4 separate regions of the Mus musculus genome follow, and regions 1, 3 and 4 are each linked to region 2. The links are chromatin contacts, called in public HiChIP or PLAC-seq and promoter capture Hi-C maps. All regions are on one chromosome and are shown on one strand. The core of a region is the stretch at or near the end of the contact, and the rest is flanking DNA. Distances in the headings are between cores, read along the strand shown.

Region 1 (3,110 bases), core at 98-2,597, 1.1 Mb after region 2:
ACCCCAAACTCATGGATAATAAAGCTAATTTGAAGTGCTACTTTATCTTCTGAGGGACTAAAGGGTGAGATGGAAAAAGTGCATAGTGTTTGGGAAATTCAATACTCCAGAATCATTCATATAGTGAGGGGTTAAATATAAATTAAAGGCAAACCGACAATCTGGGAATTCCAGTTCATCTGGGATATCACTGAAAGTGAGAATCTCCAATAGTTTTCAAATATACAAGGTGATAACTGTGTCCCTCATCTAAGACCATTTAGCTATAACAAAGATCCCTAAGGGCTCAAAGACAGGAGGGTCTCGAACTGCTCATACTTCATTAGGCTTTACCCCAATGCTGATAAACCAGGAGGCATTCTGGAAGATTATCCACCATTTGAAGGGCATTCACCATGTGCCAAAGTGCCTCCTTACCAGTAAGCCTTAGTAATGCTGTGAGGTAAATGACACGCAGTTGAGGTGCCTATTTAACGTACCAGAGCTAGCTCACTTGGCCTCCAGGTTCTCCCAGCAACCCCCAGTCCCTACCTGCTACAGGATATGGCTATCATACCCTGCCCCCTACCCCTGCCCTGAACTTTCCAGACAGCCTGAACTGCCCTTCCCCCAGAGGCTCTCTACCCTATATAATCCAGACATCTTGGTTACCTATTCCCTCTCTCTGTGCTCTCTCTCTCTCTCTTTCTACCTCCCTCCCTCCCGCCCCCTCCCTCTCTGCCTCTTACACTTTTATATGCTTGTTTTTTATACTTTTAATTTGGCCTGAATTGGCTCATTATATCAGCAGAGAAACCTATTACAGCCCACCTTACCCTTTCACACTTTGAGGCTCTCTTCATACGATTTCATGCTCCGAGTCACTCGGCTCCAACTTCACAGGGCAGACAGCCTTTTGAAGACCCCAGATGTCTATCCGTTCTGCTCCCTTCCTGGAGCTACTAGAACTGATTGAAGGCTGAGCTAAAGTCAGTATTCCACTCTCAAATCCCTAGGCAAGTTTTCCCCTCAACCTTGTCTATGCTAGCTTGGCCGCCAGTAGACATTCCCTCATACTCTCCACCGTCGGCAATGCTTGGGGCAGTGATAACTCCAGCCCCAGTCTCTGGCTACTTTTACTGTGTTGGGCCAGTGTTAGGGCATAAGATGTATTGCGAGGAATGCATCCGGGGTCAACAAGTCTTCTGCTCCCCCCCCCCCGCCCCCACCAGAACCATGTCTTTCCCTGATCCAGTAAGTCAAGAGAGATGAGAAGGGTCAAATCCTAATCAGGATCAGTCTTAAGGAGAGAATGAACCTGGTTTGGGGGAGGGGGATCCCGAAGAGTGAAACCACTTCCTGTGTTGTAGCTAGTTCCGGTGTTGACAGAGAAGAGCTGGAGGGGAGGTGGGGATGGTGGAGCAGTGTGGCCGGCTAGGGGGTTACTGAGGCTCTGGAGATGAGCCGGCAGGAATCCGCCCTGTCAGGAGCTTGCTCCACTCCTGCAGCTGGAGTCTCTCCCAGTCTCTGTCCTCCCCTGGGGCAAGAGAGGTCAAACAAGCTGTTTGGGTGGGAAAAAGAGGATGGAGGAAGTTGACAGAGTTGGGCGGGGCCCATGGGGGGGCTGACCAGGAACCCGGCTTCCTGCTCAGTACCCTGGCATCCAGCCCCCAGCTCACCCCCACCCCGTCCAGCCCCCATTCCCCTCAGGAACCCAAGGTTCCGGGTCCTCCTCCCAAATTCCAGCTACTCTTCCCCATCAGTGTCTCTCCCCAAGTCCAGGGATGGAGGCTGAAAGACCCCAGGAAGAAGATGGTGAACAGGTGAGCTGCTGGGGTGCCGGGTTGGGGAACCAACCCAGGGAGAAGGGACATGTGGGACCTAGTGACGGGTGGACACAGGAGACTTGGGAAAGCTTGGGCACACCAAGACAGGAACAAAAACACAGGGGAAATGGGTCACTGGCCTAGCCCTCCACCCACACACACCTCTGACTGGAATGAACAACATGTCTTGGTATCAGAGTCTCCCGCAGGATGATCAGGGATGGCCCCCTGTGAATGCCACCGCTCGGCCTTGGAGATCTGCTCCTCCCTCCCCTCCTCCTCCTGGAACCCGACACACAGGTACCCCACCAACCCTGGAAGATCTTGACCCTATCACCCAGGCTACCCCAGTGTAGGTCCACTAACCATCACACCTGTTGGTCCCTAGCTCGTCCACCAGCTCACCTGTCCCCACCGCTTGCTACTCCCATTCTGCCATAGCCTCTGGGTCTGAATCCTCCTCCTTCCTCTCCCATAGCCCTAGGGCCCCGTTCTGGCTCCCTGCTCTCCCTGCAGACTGAGCTCCTTCTGGACCTAGTGGCCGAAGCCCAGTCCCGCCGCCTAGAGGAACAGAGGGCCACCTTCCACACCCCCGAGGCCCCACCAAACCTAGCCCCAGCCCCACCCCGGCTTCTTGAAGACAAAGAACAGCTCTACAGCACCATCCTTAGTCACCAGGTAAGGCACATCCCACCCCACATGCATCCATGGAGACAAGACCCAGGTCTCCTAGCTGGCCTTCTGCCTGAGCCCTAACTTCTTTGTCCCTAAGCATATGTCCTTTGGTAAGCCTCTAGTCTCCCCATCCCCATCACAGATTTCCTATCTGCCCCACACCAACCCTGGCCTCTCTTACCCAAAACCATTATGGGCTACCAATGCCCTTTTCTCCCTCCACGTTTCTAGTGCCAGCGGATTGAAGCCCAACGGTCTGACCCGCCCCTTCCCCCCGGGGGGCAGGAGCTTCTGGAGTTGCTGCTGAGAGTTCAGGGTGGAGGTCGAATGGAGGAGCAGAGATCCCGGCCTCCTACACACACCTGCTGAGACCGGAGCTCCTCACCAGTCCCTTCTCTCTGGGACTCAAAGCTGGGACACTCCCCGAAGGTCTTCAACCCTGTTTGGCAGGGGTAACCAGAGATGGAAGACCCGGCTAAAATTGCTGTATTTACCACCCACTTTCCCTGGGGACTGGACTTGGGACAAGTACTCTAACCATGAAGATAAGCAAGGTAGGGTGGACACAACTCCCGAGGACAGTTAAAGAGTCTCTATCCTGAGCTGTCAAGCTACTAAACAGGGTGTGAG
Region 2 (3,046 bases), core at 296-2,795:
CCACTCCCTCCAAACCCTCTGGGACTAAGGTAGAAGGGGGTGGGATGGGGGGGACACTAAGATTTACTTATTAATTGAGGAATGAGGTTTCAAAGCTGGTAAGTAGCAGGACCTGGAATCTAGTTTGAAGCCACCCAGCTCCAAATGGTCCTGAAAATCTTCTCACGGTGAGTGTGGAAGCCATCCCTAGACTGGGGACAGGTGGCTGGAGCCACAGCAGAAGTACAACCTGAGAAAGCAAAGGCAGGTGCCTCAGGCCAAGGGGCCCAAGGGGCAGTTCGGTTAGTGGAGGCCAGGGGTGGGTATGGGTTCTAGGGATTGCAGTATGTAAAAGTTAACAGCCCCTCTGGTCTGGCAGGGTGTCCAGAGAAGTTGGGTCCGGGCAGGAGGGTTCGGGCACCATAGGAATTTTTCGTACAGTGCATGAGCCCTTAACATGCCATTTCCAAGTTCAAGACTAAGTTCAACGTAGAGACAGAGAACTACCTGTATCCCTAGCTGAACTCAGAACAGAGGGAATGTTTGTGGTTGAAACTCTCCTGCTCCCTCCCACAACCACCCCTCTTCCTCCCCTGCTCCCTACAAAGGCTGTCATTACCCCATTTCTAAGGATAAGAAAACCTAGAATCAGAGTCGGTCAAGGCCAAGGCCAAAGCCCACTGTGGGGGCCAATCTTGGAATTCTGAGACCAGGGGTAATGGTGTAGAACACTCCCACAATCAGGCCTGGATTGAAGCTGGTTGGAATCCCAGCTTTGCTCCACTGCACTGGTCATCTCCTGCATGTACAAACTCCTCGTAGATTTAAACACTGTGTCCCAAAGATGATCATGACGCCCCCCTGGCTGGACTTAGTTTTCACATCTGTAAAATGGAACTGACTAGGTCCTCTTCACTGCTAGAGAGTTAAAGCAAGTGAACTCAAAAGCAGAGCCAAAGCAGATCAAAGCCCCCGGACCGGAGCTTTGTGAAGGCTGGGACCCAACTCAGATTTATTCACTCAGCCTCGGGCACCATGCCTGGCACACGGAGAGGCGCCCAATAAATGTTTGCTTGAGCAAGGACCAGCCCTCAATAAATAACAGCTGTTGTTGACTCGGCTAACGGAGGCAAGGCACTGGGCTCTCCCCTTGTCTCAACCCCCTCGCTAGCCCCCAACTCAATTTTGCCCCTTTCTCCAGGACCCCCATCTCCTCCACCTCTTTCTATTCAAACTTTCCTCCCTCACAATTTCCCGCCTAACCCCTCCTTTCCGTCCTCCCCCCCATCCCCCTACTGTGTGCGTCCACTCCTCCCCCACTCTCCACCTCTGTCCCTTCACACCCCCTGCCTTCTTCTATCTCCGCCCCCAGCCTCCCCTCTCCCGTACCCCCCCCCCCAACCTTCTCCAACTCCCATCCCAAATTCCTCCTCAGCATCTCCACCCACACGGGCGCCCTTCGCGAGGCGGGGTAATCCGGGCTCCGGGGTCCTTGGCTTGGGTCCAGCCTGAGGCCCTGGGCGGCGGCGGCGGCGGAAGCAGCAGCAGCGGCGGGCGGGGTTTGGGTTTTTTTTTTTGGTTTTTCTTTTTTTTTAATAACCCTGGCAGGCTGCTCAGGAAGTGAGTGCCTTCCCGCGCCCCCTCCCCCGGCCACGCCACCGGGCGCTTGCTCCCTCCCTTCCTGTGCGCCGGGCGGTGAGTCTGTGCGTCTACAGCGGACCGAAGGCTCCAGGCACGCAGGTACTGGCGATCTGGGGACCCAGTTGGGCGGCGCAGTCACCGGAATGCAGTGATTATAAGTGACTTTGTGTGTCTCGGGGACAAGATGTGCTGGACGGATCCCGTTGTGCGAGTGCTGTGTTGGTGCCGAATGTCCCTAAGTGTTGCAGATACAGACTGCCTGTTTGGGTTGGCTCAGGTTTGGGGCGGGGGTCGAGGTCAGCCACGTATCCAAATGGTTGTGCTTCTGCGGATTGTATGACCTTATGGCTTTCAGCATCTGGGAGCGACTGTGTGGGCAGACTGTTGAGGTGTGTTGAGTGTTTGCCTAAGTGAGGGTAAGAAAAATGCCTCTCGTGCATGTAAATGCCAAGTGTGTCTGTCTCTGAATATTTGCGTTTCTCAGGAGTGTTATTAGTGGAAATGCCTGCATGCATATGTGTCTGAGTTTGTAGAATTTCTTAGTTCCCCCTGCTATGAATGTGTAAACTTGTGCATGTGTGTGTGTTAACTTTCTGTGTTAAATGAGCGTGTATAGGCTGCTAGGCTTGTGGCTTGTCTTGGACTGTGTAACTGTGCACATAGGCCTGTTTGTCTGGGTTTATGGGCTGTCTGGGTGTCCATGTGGAAATATGTGTTTCTGTATACATAGGTGTGGAGGTATGTAGTTGTGTGTGTTTGGGTTTAGTGAACCAGGCCTTCCTGCTATTCAAGTGTGGGTTGCCCTATAGAGTGTGATTGTGTTTGTTTGTGTGTCTGCCTGTGAGAGTGGAGCTGGGGCTGCTACTTCCCCTCAGATGGTCATCTATGCCACAGAACTCTGAAGCAAGGAGCCTCCCTACCAGGGGGAGACACACTTTAATTAACAGCTGGTTGGTGGTAATGGGAGTGGTGACCTGTGCAGCCCCTCCCCTTAGGCCTCCCCTCTGGCTGGTCCTTTTGTCTGTGTGCTCACAGCAGCCAGGCCAGATGTGCAGCGCCTGGAGGAAGCCTGCTGCCTCAGGCTGATGGCTGCCTATGCCTGGCCAAAGAAGCTCTGTCCTCCACTGAGAAGCCTCCACCTCTTTAGCTGGGTTTCCCGCACAGCCTACAAAAGTCTAGGTGTGGAGTGCTGGTCCCTATAGGATCCCCAGGATGTGATGGAGCCACACACATTCCCGGGAGGCTTTTCCCTCTTCCAGCACTTGTGCCCTTCCCCCAGGCTAGTGGCCTCCCTGCAGCCTGCCAGAGGAGGGGCCTGGGGGACAGGGGCCAAGCCTAGGTACACACACACACACACACACACACACACACACACACACACACACACACACACACAGGAGAGACAGAGACAGACAGATACATATAC
Region 3 (3,288 bases), core at 240-2,739, 1.0 Mb before region 2:
ATCTCACCGGGTTATGAGTGACTTCTCTATTCTTTCTCACTAGTTTTCATTTGAAGATTCTTTTGTCAGATGATAGAACAGCAACACACTTGCTTGCTTGTGTTCTAGGTCCATTTCCTTGGCATACCCTTAAAAGTCTGTGAACTAACATTTTATTTATTTGTGTGTGTGTGTGTGTGTGTGTGTGTGTGTGTGTGTGTGGGCACACGTGCCTGTCATGCCATGGGTGTGGAGGCCAGAGGACAGTTTGCAGGAGTCAATTCTCTCCTTTCATCATGCTGGTCAGTTCTATGGAGCAGAGTGAAGCTGTTAGTCTTGGCTGCAGGTGCATTCACACTGAGCCATCTTCCTGTCCCCTGAGATAGCTTAGCGTCCTTTCACCCTGAGCTAGAATCTTATCTGCCTCTTGTAGTGAGATATTTCTTAGAAGCAGCAGATCCATGCTTGTGCCTTTATCTGGGGTGCAGTTGAGACTGAGAACACCCGAGTTATTGAAAGGTGTTTGTTGATTCCTGCAATTTTGTTGATTTTGTTTTCCTCCTTCTTCCTCTCTTGCTTTAATAATATTCTAGTGTGTTTTATTTATTTATTTATTTATTTCCTGGACTTTGTGGCCTGATTTCCCCCTCTTCAGCCTGAAGGATTCTATCAAGCATCTTCTGTAGAGCTGGCTCAGTGCTCATAAATGCCTTTGTTCTATTTTTACCGCTGATAGTTAAAAAAAATGTCCTTCTTTATGACAGACAGCTTTTCTGGATGCAGCAGTCTGGGTTGGCAGTTATAGATATCTTTTACGGCTTGAAGTCCGTCACTTGCGCATCCTTGGGCTTTTACCCTTTCAGTTGAATGAATAATAGTGTTATTCAGATGGGCCTGCCTTTGTATTGTGAATGGTGTTTTTCTCTTGGAGCTCTCAACGTGGTGCTGCTGACCCGGAGCCCACAACCCCCTCTCTCTTCTCGCCTGCCTGGATTTCCCCACGACTGGCGGCTCAGCTTGACCCCTCCCACCTACTTCCTAACTGAACTCTGGTCCCTCAGCTGGGAGTTTTAATCTTCAGAATCTCTTTTAGTCCGTTCCAGCACGGCCGGATTCTTTGTTTCTGGAAGTCTTGTCTCCACTCGGAACCTGGATTACTTGGAGGGAGAATTCTGCCAGGTTGTGCAGCTGGTAGGCAGAGGCTCGGATCCTTTCAGTCCGAACTGGAAAACACTGCCTGCTGCCCTCTAGCCTGCAGGTCCTCAGAGGACCTGCGGAGCCTAGTGAGAACGGGACAGATTGTAAACTTTGGGTCTCTAGACACCTTTGTCTTGGTTCAGATGGAAGGTGTTGAATCCTGAGGACCCTGCTTGCCTGGACATGTGACCCTGGATTGGCTCCAATTGCTTCGGGTTGGCCCCGCCCCCGCCCCGCCCCCGCCCCCGCCCCCCGCATTTTGATATTCTACCCAGGCTGGGAGGAGGGCTCTGGGCCACCGAGGGATTGGCTCAGTCCAGCTCATCGTCCTGCTCAGCCGGTAGCCAGGATCAAAAACATTTCCAGGGAAGAGCGGACGTTTCTGGGACGCATTACTCCTGAGAAAAGGTGCCGGACTTGGGACACACGGAAGGCCCCTACTGAACAGTGGAAGCTCTGTTACAGCTGGGGTGGCTCTGCAGGCAGGCCTGATTTCCCAGTTACTACGCTACATACCTGTGCTTCAGTCTAGGCCAACGCAGACTATAAACAGATCCTATCTGCCTCTCTCCTGCCTGATTCTCTGTCTCTCCGTAGCCCTGGGTGTCCCTTTTCCTTCCTGTGTTCTAGTCCTCTAAGTCACCATCTCTGTCCAGTGACCATGGAGGGCCACCTCTGTCTCCTGGGCCTCAGGATCTCACTTCTGGCCTATCTTTCTTGCAGGATGCTACAGCTGGGCCTGTCCTGGCTGGGACTGGGGCCTGGAGCTGCCTTCCCATGGCAACTTCTGCAGTTGGTTGGGGCCTCCTTGTTCCTGGCTCGAATTCTGACCTGGATTTGTGCCTTCTATGACAACTACTGCCGTCTCCGCTGCTTCCCCGAGCCCCCTTCGCGGCACTGGTTTTGGGGTCACATGAGCATGGTGAGTGTGGCAGCAGGTAGGTCTGGTGTGTCAGGAAAGGCTCTTAGGAACCTGGGAGTCGTGAGAGGGTGGAGAGGTGAGGGAGGGAGGCTGAGTGAGTCTCTATCTAGTCACATACCCGGCATATCTACTCCTGGCCTCTGTCTACACCACGTTTTGAGGCTTTTTTCTTTTTTGCCCTTTCTCGTTCCCAGCTAACTTCGGATCACATTCTGATAAGAACTCATGTTTTAAGATCTCTTTCTGTTGCTTGTTCAGTCCTGTTCTGTGTTGTTAGTGCCCCCCACCCCACCCCACCCCAGGATAGGTTGAGGGAGCAGAGCTCTCCCCCTCAATGTGCTATTTCACTTAACGTTGTTGGAGTTGAGCCTTTCTAGTGGAATAAATTGGGTATGCTCCTTTCTTAGCCCATCTCTGCTGGCCAGAGTCTCTTGAGGGACAGCGATGCTGAATGGCAGAAGTTGACATCCCTCCTCTCCAATTTTTAAAATTCTTTCTCTCTCTCTCTCTCTCTCTCTCTCTTTCTTTCTTTCCTTTCTTCCTTCCTTCTTCTTCTTTCTTTTTTTAAATGAGATTTATTATATATTGTATATAATATATAAAACATATAATATATTTTTATATATTTATTATATATTATATAATATATAAAATATATAATATATATATATTATATATTATATATATATTTTATATGTATGTATCTTGCCAACATTGGTGCTTGTGTACCATGTGTGTGCCTATTGCTCAAAGAGTTCAGAAGAAGGCATTGGATCTCCCAGAACTGGAGTTATAGGTGGCTGTGAGCTACCTTGTAGGTTTTAGAAATCAAAACCATGTCCTTTCCAAGATTAACAAGTGCCCTTAACCTCTGAACCATATCTCCAGCCCCACCAATTCCTCCCCTGTCTTATCTAACTCTTCCTCCTCAAAAATGTGTCAGAGGACTCCATTGTCTGAATTAGGTCAGAGTTGAGCACTCTGTTTTCCTCTGTGGTATTGAGGTGACACACTGACTGTCTTGTGCTCCCTAGAAAATGAAGGGTTCCACTACTAGGCCAGCCACTTTTCCTATTTTTCCAGAAGGCACCACTGTGGCCTCTCCTGTATGGCTACACATCCTGGAAAGACTTCTTACTCATATCCAGTGCCCTTTGCTTCAGACCTTCCTACGGCCAGAGCCACATTTG
Region 4 (3,293 bases), core at 647-3,146, 1.1 Mb before region 2:
GAAAAAAAACTTAAAAGGGAAGGCTGGGAAGCTCTGAAGTATCTCGGATTCCAGCTCCAGGTATCTAACAGCCCTGGCCTCTTCAGGCACCGGCAGTCACGTGCACATACCCACATACAGACATTCATTCATACCATAAAAATAATCAAAACTTAAAAAATAAGATGAGGCATGGAAATGTAGCTTAGTGGGAGAGTGCTTGCCTAACATGTAAAATGCACAAAACAAAATGCCAGGAGAAAGAACAAGTGAATGAAAGGGAAGTTAATTTAAAACTAAAGAGGGCCGGGCATGGTAGTTCACGCCTTTAGTCCCAGCACTCGTGAGGCAGAGGCAGGCGGATTTCTGAGTTCGAGGCCAGCCTGGTCTACAAAGTGAGTTCCAGGACAGCCAGGACTACACAGAAACCCTGTCTCAAAAAAAAAAAAAAAAAAAAAAAAAAAAAAAAAAAAAAAAAACCAACCAACCAACCAAACAAACAAACAAAAAAACCAAACAAACCAAAAAACAAAAAACCCAAAAAACTAAAGAGGAGGGCTGGGGCAGAACTCAATGGAACAGCTTTTGCAGAGTATGTGCAAGGGCCTACGTGCAATCCCCAGTTCTATAAAGAACAGAATAAAACAAAGAAGGAAGAGGGGTGTAAGGCCACACTACTGACTTCACCCCTCAGGGTTTTGAATTTCCCATTCCTAACATGAGATACTAAATAACGGAGGCTCTTCCGACAAAGGTTCTAAGTATGATGTGAATTGAGAAGACAAAGAACTTGGCATGTAGGAACCACAGAAGAGGTGCTCGGAATTTATTAGAAGGCCAAGTTTTGGGGGACCAGCCACACCAGATTCCTGTTAAGTCCTTAAACATACCAGGCTCCTCCCCTCTGCAGGGCCTTTGCCCATGCTGTCCCGCCACCTGCTGGGCACGTCCCACCACTCATTCTGTGCTGTGCCTCAAACACCACTGTGTCAGGTGGCTTTTCCTGGAGCGCCCAGCCATGGTCCTGGCACTCAGTTTAATATCTGCATAGCCTGCATAACCTGCCCTTATGACATCTGCTCAGTCGTTCCTTGTCCACCTTCCCTTCTGGAATGCCAACCCCTGGAGGACAGGGACTTTTGTCTCTTTATGATTATTTCCCCAGCACCCAGAACAGAAAGTGGCACAGCAGGTGCTCAGTGTTTAATAAACGAACAACAAATTGTGAGGTGGGGACAGTGTGAGCTAGCCTTGTATGGGGTAAATCAAGATGGAAAGAGGCAACTCGAATCTCCCCAGACTTTACCTTACCACTAGAGGGCACTCGCTCAGGAGCTCCACTCCATCAAGACTGCAAGAAGGAACAAGTGGGCTTTGGGCAAAGAGCTCAGGGTACTGACATGGGATTTGGATACAGCTGGTGTCCAGCTTAGAGAGGAAAGCCAGGACACTACAAGTATGAATCCCAGTTTCTTACATCCAGTCATGGGCTCCCAAGACATCTGTTTTCATAAGGGCAAACTGAAAAGCGGTACGTGGAGCACTAAAGGAGGCTATGTGCATCGAACAGAATTCCAATTGCAACTCAGCCCCTGCTGGGTGGGGTGACCTGACTCTCTCTGGGCCTGGGGGACCAAGTGGGAAGCTTCTTTAGGGCCACAGAGCCCTCTTACCAGAAATGCCACTTCTGCCATCCAGAATGTCTCGAGGGCCTTCTTTGGTGATTGGCAGGTAATGAGAAGATGGAAAGATATCACCTTCCCCCTCAGCAGCCTCAGCCCCACTCTCGATGTCCTCTCTTGGAGCGGGGCCTCGAGGATGATCCGGGGCAGCCAGGCCACCTGCCAGTAACCCCTCCATGGGTGCCAGCCGTGAATCTTCACTCAGTACCTGGCAGGTTCAGCAGGACATTGTGGGCCTGGAGACAAAGACAAGGAAGACCTTAAGAGAGTAAGAAGAGAATTCTGTTTGTTCTCCCCTCTCTCAGAACCCTAGTCCTCTCCTTCAAAGCCTATGGCCTCAGTTTGTCTCTTAGTTGAAGTGAGGGGTTAAGTGGTGTTGAGGTTCCATTCACTCCTATTATAATCCAATCACCTCTACTGGGAGCGAGTCTCAGTACACTAAAGCGTTCTCTTTCCCCAGCTTCTTCACAGCCTCCATTCACCACAGTTACACACGCACATTCAGTCACCTCAGCCCTCCCTCATCACTCCTTCCACCTCCACCTATTCCTCCCATGGCTCACTCACAGCTTCACCGTGTCCAGCTGCTTTCCTGTGACTGCATAACCTACAGCCATGCCTCCAGTTTCCAGGGTCCCCGCTCTCTCCCCAGTGCAGGGTCTCGAGGGCCCCCATCTTTGCCCTTATACTTTACTCACTTCTGTTGCCCCGTATCAATTACCCCTACACTTTTCCAACATTCACATCCTTCTCCCTACCCAGGAATGTAGGGTTATTAACCCCTTAGCCTCTCCACACGCTCAAGTGACCCCACCATTAACCCTTTCCCTTCTCTTAGCATGATCTCTCATGCATACCAAGCCTGGGCTCCTCCACCCTGCCACCTTCCAATAGTATTGCTTGCATCCTCCACCGATATTGGTTGTTCTGGCCCGAGGATGAAAAGGACCGATGGGGCTCCTGTTTCAGAAATAAGGACCCTGGGGGGGAGGAGGGCGATTGTCCTCTCCACCTATAAATACCTTCAAGGTAGAGCAGAAAGTGAAGGGCAGGAATGAGGCGCTCTCCCCAGGGAGATGGTGGTGAGGCCCGGCCCAGGCAACCGGGGCGGGGCCGGGGCTCCAGGCCTGGTAGCAGGCGTTGCCCTCGAGGGCCTGGGCGCTCCCGGGGGGCCCTACACAGGGTGGGTTGACAGTCTTGGCTGGAGGGGTCCCTGCCCAGGCCTGGAGAAAGCACCTGCGGGTGCCCACTCGGGTAGGCACTGCTGGCGGGGATCGGGCAGGACCGCAACTTCGGAGCACTTTGGCAGCTTGGGGAGGGGGCTCCAGTCCAGATGGTCGTTCCCTACCCCACCTCCCGCAGGGGTCGCAGAGGTAGGGGCGGCGCTGCGCGGACGCACCCTGCGGGGAAGCCAGGGTCCCCAGGATGCGCCCTTCGCCCGTGCACCTCGGGGCGGGAGACCCCGCGGGACGAGCTGAGGTGGGGGGGGAGACACCTGCCTCGAGACCCCCGATCCTCCCCCCACCTGTACAGCCCCGCCCCCTGCAGGCCCCGCCCCTGCAGGCCCCGCCCCTCCCCCGCCCCAGGGGGTCCCGCCCGGCCCGACCGGGCCCAGGCCTCCCCTCCCTGCTC

What was found. Promoter capture Hi-C pulls out the DNA fragments that hold promoters and counts their contacts. HiChIP or PLAC-seq counts read pairs in DNA pulled down with a chosen protein or histone mark. Capture Hi-C pulls out chosen DNA fragments and counts their contacts.
Region 1: an HNF4G HiChIP or PLAC-seq map of pancreatic cancer cells shows a contact between it and region 2. The contact joins the promoter of Gpsm3 here to the promoter of Adamts10 in region 2. A contact is called at or near these places in 2 of 39 promoter capture datasets (liver and pre-B cells) and 1 of 115 datasets of contacts at active chromatin or transcription factors (pancreatic cancer cells).
Region 3: a promoter capture Hi-C map of the 3T3-L1 cell line shows a contact between it and region 2, with 3 times the contacts expected there. The contact joins the promoter of Cyp4f17 here to the promoter of Adamts10 in region 2. A contact is called at or near these places in 10 of 39 promoter capture datasets (the 3T3-L1 cell line, the HPC-7 cell line, frontonasal cranial neural crest and 5 more) and 1 of 15 datasets of contacts at CTCF or cohesin (large pre-B cells).
Region 4: a contact with region 2 is called in a promoter capture Hi-C map of adipose tissue, with 2.3 times the contacts expected there. The contact joins the promoter of Wiz here to the promoter of Adamts10 in region 2. A contact is called at or near these places in 8 of 39 promoter capture datasets (the 3T3-L1 cell line, 3T3-L1-derived adipocytes, cranial neural crest and 4 more), 1 of 115 datasets of contacts at active chromatin or transcription factors (embryonic midbrain) and 1 of 9 other capture datasets (adipose tissue).

The regions. Positions count from the first base shown.
Region 1 is chr17:34,588,459-34,591,568 of GRCm38.p6, forward strand. It overlaps Gpsm3 (G-protein signalling modulator 3 (AGS3-like, C. elegans)), which reads left to right and starts at 1,348. Exons shown (of 4, transcript NM_134116.5): 1 at 1,348-1,802; 2 at 2,003-2,105; 3 at 2,284-2,483; 4 at 2,712-3,110. The coding sequence starts at 1,764. The coding sequence ends at 2,849. Notch4 (notch 4) reads left to right here. Exons shown (of 30, transcript NM_010929.2): 30 at 1-85.
Region 2 is chr17:33,522,540-33,525,585 of GRCm38.p6, forward strand. It overlaps Adamts10 (a disintegrin-like and metallopeptidase (reprolysin type) with thrombospondin type 1 motif, 10), which reads left to right and starts at 1,546. Exons shown (of 25, transcript NM_172619.4): 1 at 1,546-1,719.
Region 3 is chr17:32,504,995-32,508,282 of GRCm38.p6, forward strand. It overlaps Cyp4f17 (cytochrome P450, family 4, subfamily f, polypeptide 17), which reads left to right and starts at 1,490. Exons shown (of 13, transcript NM_001101445.2): 1 at 1,490-1,584; 2 at 1,900-2,098. The coding sequence starts at 1,901.
Region 4 is chr17:32,385,921-32,389,213 of GRCm38.p6, forward strand. Wiz (widely-interspaced zinc finger motifs) reads right to left here and starts at 1,897. Exons shown (of 11, transcript NM_001372227.1): 1 at 1,653-1,897. The coding sequence starts at 1,839.